2 separate regions of the Arachis hypogaea genome follow, and region 1 is linked to region 2. The links are chromatin contacts, called in public Hi-C maps. All regions are on one chromosome and are shown on one strand. Each heading gives the region's core, a stretch centred on a gene start, on an enhancer-like site or on the middle of the called end of the contact. The rest is flanking DNA. Distances are from core to core; before and after follow the strand shown.

Evidence for each region. A called contact is a pair of places that touch in the nucleus more often than the background predicts.
Region 1: a contact with region 2 is called in a Hi-C map of leaf, with 1.5 times the contacts expected there. The contact joins the promoter of LOC112732449 here to the promoter of LOC112735977 in region 2. A contact is called at or near these places in 2 of 8 Hi-C or Micro-C datasets (leaf and an unstated tissue).

The regions. Positions count from the first base shown.
Region 1 is chr13:101,834,577-101,838,107 of arahy.Tifrunner.gnm2.J5K5, forward strand. LOC112732449 (probable WRKY transcription factor 41) reads left to right here and starts at 1,518. Exons shown (of 3, transcript XM_025781170.3): 1 at 1,518-2,376; 2 at 2,481-2,609; 3 at 2,724-3,531. The coding sequence starts at 2,060. The coding sequence ends at 3,375.
Region 2 is chr13:101,622,713-101,626,151 of arahy.Tifrunner.gnm2.J5K5, forward strand. It overlaps LOC112735977 (subtilisin-like protease SBT2.5), which reads left to right and starts at 2,090. Exons shown (of 3, transcript XM_025785372.2): 1 at 2,090-2,312; 2 at 2,423-2,570; 3 at 2,664-3,061. The coding sequence starts at 2,236. The coding sequence ends at 2,726.

The DNA of each region.
Region 1 (3,531 bases), core at 268-2,767, 210 kb after region 2:
AAATTAAAATATTTAACATAATGCATTTAATATAATTGAAAAATTTAAAAATAATGAAAATGTTTAAACTAAATTTAAACAAACCAAATTAGTTTCTATTTACATTTTCATTGGAATTCTTATTTGAATTTAACTTTTAAAATAATAAATTTCATATATAAACAAAAAAATACAAAAATATTATTTGTACACTAAATTTAGCCACTAAAATCAGCTATCAATATATTTGTGTATAAATACATGTGTAGTTTAATTTATTTTTAATATGTATTTATATTTTAACATGTATTTTATACTGATGGTTGACTTTTGTGGCTGATTTTAGTGTACACGTAACATTACTCAAAAAAATAATTCTTACTAATATTTGCACTTTAATTCATAAATTCTTAAGTAACATTATTATTAGTTTGAGTTTTAACATTTTAAAATTAATTCTTACTAATATTTGCACTTTATATAATTCGAGCTATCTCATTTACAAATTAAAGTATAAACGACCCATTCAAGAGTTTTCAGGAAGAACTTTGTTTTCTTTAATTAGCTGTATATGTATTGGTGTACAAAATACAACGAAAGAGTCAAATAAGAAAAAGCTCGTCGCTGGACTAGAACATGGAAAGAGAGTTGATTCTGAGGTTCATTAGGGAATTGATCTCAACGTCCATGTCTAATGTTATGGTAATTATACGAACGGATAATTATGAAAACCCATAGGTAACTGTATTTGCTTAAAGCAGCAATTAATTTTTCCTTAAACGTGTAGTTTGGTTAGTGAATAAAAATAGACACGTCAGAGAGTACTATCAATATATATTTTTTTTATGTTGACTTTGGGGCACATGGAGTGAAAATCAACTGAGAAATGCGGTTGATGGCAACAACCATAGTACACGTCAGTAGTCTTTTTTTCTTCTTTGTAAGATTTTTTATAAAAGGAAAATAATACAACACTCCCCTTTCTATTGGTCAAAGAAAAAAATAATCTTAGTGAGGCATCAAAGCGACAACGCGGAAGGGAGTATGAAAATTCTGTGGACGACTCCACCATTCATACATTATAATTTCCAACTTTGACATTCTAATTTTAAGTAATCATGCCTCACATGAACTAAATAAGTCTCATTAGTCATTACGTTATGTAAGTAGTAATAAATAATAGTTTATTACATAAATTCAATTCTAAGACTCTATTAGTATAACACAGCTTTTGACGGTCGATCTTTTACCTCCCACTTTTCTTAAAAGTGAAGACTTTTATATCGAAAGAGAGACACAAATTCTTTTAAAGTATATCAGGATTTATCTTGTAAACAAATTTAATTATAATACGATTTTAAAAATAAATATAATATTTGTTTGTAAAAATAATCGATATATAAATTAAATGATTATTATTGAATAACTGAATAATAAAATTAATCATTTGAATGGCAAGAAGGTTAATTATTTGAATATTAATAAGAGTTAAAAATAAATTATTACTAATTAAATTTTAAGATATGCATTTTCCAATTAAAATCCGTCAGCCATATATATGTTTTTTGTGGTGACCCCAGCAACCATATACATGTTTCATCATGAAAGCATATCACAGTAACTTAATACTTATCGAGTTAAGTGGACTGGGTCAGCATTCTAGTGATCACTGTTCACTGACCAAGTCTTAAGCTGAAAAACTCGTTTTCCAAGTCAAAGTTGGACTTTCAAACATCCAATTATGGTTTCCCTTTAAATACAAAGGCATTCAATCCTTTCATTCAGCAAACCAAATTTGCTTCTTAAGCTTCACTCCCGCCTTCTTCTCTCTGCACCAACATCGAACTTCAAACTCAGCAAATCCACTTGAGCTTCAAAGCCCATGATCATAGATTACTGTACTTCACTATTCCAAACGTATTGCACTTTTCTTCAGCTCCCAACCCTGCTGCAGAATAAGAAACTATACCGGTTGACAAGACTGCATTTCCATTTTCCAGAGTAGAAGTGATGAACTAGTGCATCAAATTATCAAAGCACCATCAAACTTGATCTTGTTAAGGTGATAAACACTACAACAATGGAAAATGATGGGCGCTGGGAGCAGAACATACTCATCAACGAGCTAGTTCAGGGGATGGAGGTAGCAAGAAGGTTGAAGGAAGACATGAATGCGACATATTCAGCAGACACAAAAGATTTGTTGCTGCAGAGGATATTATCTTCGTATGAAAAAGCTCTGCTAATTCTAAGATGGAATGCATCAACTTCCAAGTCTCAGAACATGAGTCAAGCAACAGCAACCTTGTTTTCAGAGTCACCAATATCTATCAGCGCAAGTCCTCTGCGGGATGACAAGGATCATAATCAAGAGTTTAAACACGATTCAAAGAAAAGGTAAATTTCGCAAGAGCAGTTTTCTGCCACAAAAACATCAGCTATGTGCTATGTCTAATAAATTATACTAACACTGCTATAAATTTTTTGAAACTCTGTTGCAGAAAGACAATGGCCAAATGGGTAGATCAAGTGAGAGTGAGCTTTGAGAGTGGCCTTGAAGGACCACATGAAGATGGTTACAACTGGAGAAAATATGGACAGAAAGATATCCTTGGTGCCAAATATCCCAGGTGTGAGGAATTTCCCTTATCCTGCTTGAGACAAGTTTCACAAGAATTCTTATGTATAAACAATGGATTTACTTGTACAAGCATGTAACTAAAATTCTATTTTGACATTTGCAGAAGTTATTATAGGTGCACCTTCCGGAACACTCAGGGGTGCTGGGCCACGAAGCAAGTACAGAGATCAGACGAAGATCCTACCATATTTGACATAACTTACAAAGGAAGGCATACCTGTTCTCAGGGAAACAAGGCTGTTCCGCAACCGAAATCGCCAGACAAACATGAGAAACTGCAATGTCATAGTAACGAAATTCAGCATAGACAAACATCAGAAGAAAGCCTGACAACTTTCGGGACCATTATGACAGTTAAAAGAGATATGGTGGGAAATGGAGAGATGGAATATCCTTTCACTTTCCCTTCAACTTCATTTGGAAGCATGGCACAAGAAAGCTACAGCTTGATTCCTTCAACCCTGGAGAACGAATCCTTCCTGAGCAGCCATTTCCAAACTCACTTATTATATCCAAACATGCAAGAATTTAAATACCTGCCATCTACGTCTTTCCAGATGAATGAGCTTGATGGGATCTATAATAGGCCGCTTTCAGAATCAGATATTACTGAGATCATTTCCACCAACACATCCACCACCAATTCTCCAGTTCCGGAGTTCAATTTCTCACTTGATCCAGTGGAAATTGATCCAAATTTCCCTCCCAATACCCTGGATTTTTCTCCTAGAGCCCTTATCAACAAGAACATCTAGGAGCACTTGAGGCAGTTGTAGACTTGTAAAACAATGAGTCAGAAATGGTTAGAACTTAGAACTGTCTTTGTAGTTAATGTTAGAATCTCAGAGTTGGCACTCTTGAGCAGAATTTCCTTCAAATAAATAAATGCTTCAAATTTGCACGTTACAACA
Region 2 (3,439 bases), core at 840-3,339:
CAATAAATTCGACTAATCATAGATATATATTATGATTTATTTTTTGTTTTTTTATTTTTATTTTTTATTATGTTTTTTATTATATATCCTGAGGTATGTTTCATTTTGGGTGAAGAGGAGGACTAGAAGAGCCCGTTTCTTCTTTGTTTGACAAGATATAACACAGGAATACGAGTACCTACAAAAAGTATTTTTACACTTAAATTAGTATAAGTCTATTTTAATTTTGAAGTATATGAGATTCAAAAGCATAATTTTTCCAAATTTAGATATTTCTTTTACAGGTGACTTATGATGAAGTACAGTTGTAAAATAATCAGTTACTTAGAGTGGAGATTAATAAATAATCATAATAAGGTAAATCATTTTGCAATTACCAAGTTATACTGATAAGTGACAAGTAATAAGTTTATTGACCAAATTAGTTATAATTTTTATTTTTATTTTTTATAAATTTATTCACAGGATGTTGATAAGTGGGTATTTAAAAATAAAATAAAATAAAATTTGAAAACACAATGCAACCCGTTCTATGTCACTCCAATAGTCAATAGATTGCATAATAAATAATATGTGATGCATTGTAACGGTTATCACTTTTCATTTTTAGTCTAGTGCTAATGAAAGGTCAAAGAAGAAGATGAAACTTTTTTTTTTTTTTTGGTATTAGACGGAAGTCCAAACTACCGAATTACAATTCTTGGGGGTAAAATAACCACTCTACGATCATCATCAATAATTTGTCGAAGACTACTTGGAGGAACATGTATGAGCATAAAATTTTACTGCATTTCCAGACCCCTTTTATGCCAAGAAGTCTGTGCATCTATTTCTGAAGTTATGTACTAGATTGACCTCCCAATCTCTTTCTAGTAAGGTTTTAATATGCCTCACTATATTATCTAGATGTTTACTGATTCCGTTTTGATTATTTGAAGTGCCAATAACACTGCTCGATTCAGCCTCCATAATCACTAGAAGAGGATGACACTTGCAAGTATTGCTCAATAGATCACTTGTAAGTTGTACCATCACTTTTCCAGTGGGCTTTCACAACAACATCCCCGATTCTTTAAGGCCCTAAATGTAACTATTTTTGTTTTGGGGCTTTGGGCTTATATATGGATGTCCTCGATGGATCCTCTTATGCAGTGAATGTAAGAATTGAAGATGACATGGTTGCTTGGCAGATGTGACCAAATCAAGAACGAGTTTAGATTCTTATAAAATGAGAAATTAATTACTAATAATTTTATAATTTTCATAAAATATGTGTTTCGCTAATAAAGGAAGACTCACATTAAAACATGATCATGCCTACAGTCACTATAGTCTATGATAATTACTTTCTAAATTTTTCACGATTTGCAAAAAAAGAGCATAGATTGACCAGTGGCCGTCAACTGGGAAGCCTACCACGTGATTGGATCTATCTGCTGCTGTGTTTTTCGAAACAATCATCACTCATTTGTAAATTGTAATGTAAAGTTAGCCACCTACCTAGTTAATTCACCCTTTTTATTAATGTAGCCGGTGTAGATTAGATTAAATAAAGGGGTGAGCTTTGACTTCACACACACACATCTCATAGTGCACTGTACATGTACAAGCTAAGTGTGAACACCGGTGCTTCTCTCATCATCCCCTCTCCTCCCACCTTATAAGAATTAACATGGATCTTTAAGGCTCACCACATCTCATCGATTTTTATTAAATATTCTATCTAATTAAATCTCTCCATTATATTAATAAGGAAATGACTATGAGTAGCTATCATTCAAATGAAATCAATTTTGTTTGATCTACTAATTAACTCATTAATTCGTTTAGTAAATGTCAATAATTTAAATTTTGTCTTATACATGTAACAACCTATTGATCCACGATAAATTTTTAATTAAAACCTTGAATTGTTGGGGTGAAAAAACTGAAAATACTGTGAAAAATCGGAAAAAAAAAAGCTATCATTCATATGATGAAATTATAAATTCCCTCTATAATTGCATGCATTGAGCTAGTTAATTAGCAAGCGTTACGGAAAAAAGTTACGAATTAACTCTACTCGTGCAAATCGAATTGAAACCAACGTGGGCCTCTTTTTGTTTTTTCTCTATTATTGTTTTGTAGTATATATAGGTAGCGAGTGGTGGTGGAGCAGAAGACACACGCACCATTATATCGTAGATATTTCCCTCCATTCCTTTCAATCACATACACGAGGGATTGTACTTCTGAATGGGGAGCAGAAAAAGCGAGCCATACTTTGTGTTCATGAGCTATGATCCAGAATACGAGAGACTTCGTGCTGATCGGTTTGTTAATAATTAAGTTGTTCATTCTTATATTAATATTATCACTTGTCATTAACTAATTAGTAGTATATATATGGTGTAATGGTGTTGGCTGGTCTATGGGGATGTAGAAGCAAGAGAGGGGCGCACGAGCTTGATTTGTACATAAGCAGAAAGCACGATGAAGTGTTGGCCACCAGCCTTGAGCCTGGAACCTACAGGAAGACTTCTTCTTTGGTCATTGTTGATGGCTTTGCAGTCGAAATCACTGAGGATCAAGTAATATTATCATACCCTCCTCCTCTTTCTCTTTCTCTTTCTTTCTCAATACATATGAATGACCTGCTACCCATTTCTTATTTCTTAAAACAGGCCAATGTGCTCAGATCTGCAAAAGGAGTGAGGGTTGTTGACAAAAACGAACAAGTTCCATAGGAGATGATCGAGAGAAATTAACATATATATGTATATGGAAGGAAGCACTACTTTAGTTCGTTATTCTCTGCTTTCTTGATAGATGAAGTTAGTTATGCGTGATTTGCTATGTAGGCCAGGTGTTATTGAAACCATTAACAAGGTCCTAGATTTCGGTTAGCTATGATATGTGTGTGTAATAATTGCTACGGAAATTTGAGTGTTGCCTATTACAGATTACCGTATTACACTATTACCTATATATCAGTATGAATATTATGTAATGCAGCCTATTTGTTATAGAACACTACTTAAACAAGTCAAGAAAGATATTCTAATCCTAATATTTTACATTATATTGTAGTGACATTGTGATCGTAAACTCTTATTATAACCATATATGCAACGGATCTCACCGTCGAAAAAGGAAAATAAACTCAAATCAGCATGGTGTTCATGTTTCTTAAATGAAAAAAAATATTGAGAGCAACGAAAGTAGTGTAGACCTCAGAATAATTATAGTTAGGTGTGGATTGGCAGCCGTAGAAAATTACTTGACAAAGAGAGAAGTGAGAATTGACATTGACTCCTCCAAAGTAAGCATGAATATGTCACTTAATACAGCAAGGCAAGGATAACAACGGGACCAGACTTGGCTGATTTCATTCAGCTAATAATACACCAAAGCTGGGCCCTGCTCTCAGCTCTGCTTTCCTTTATAATAACAAAAAATA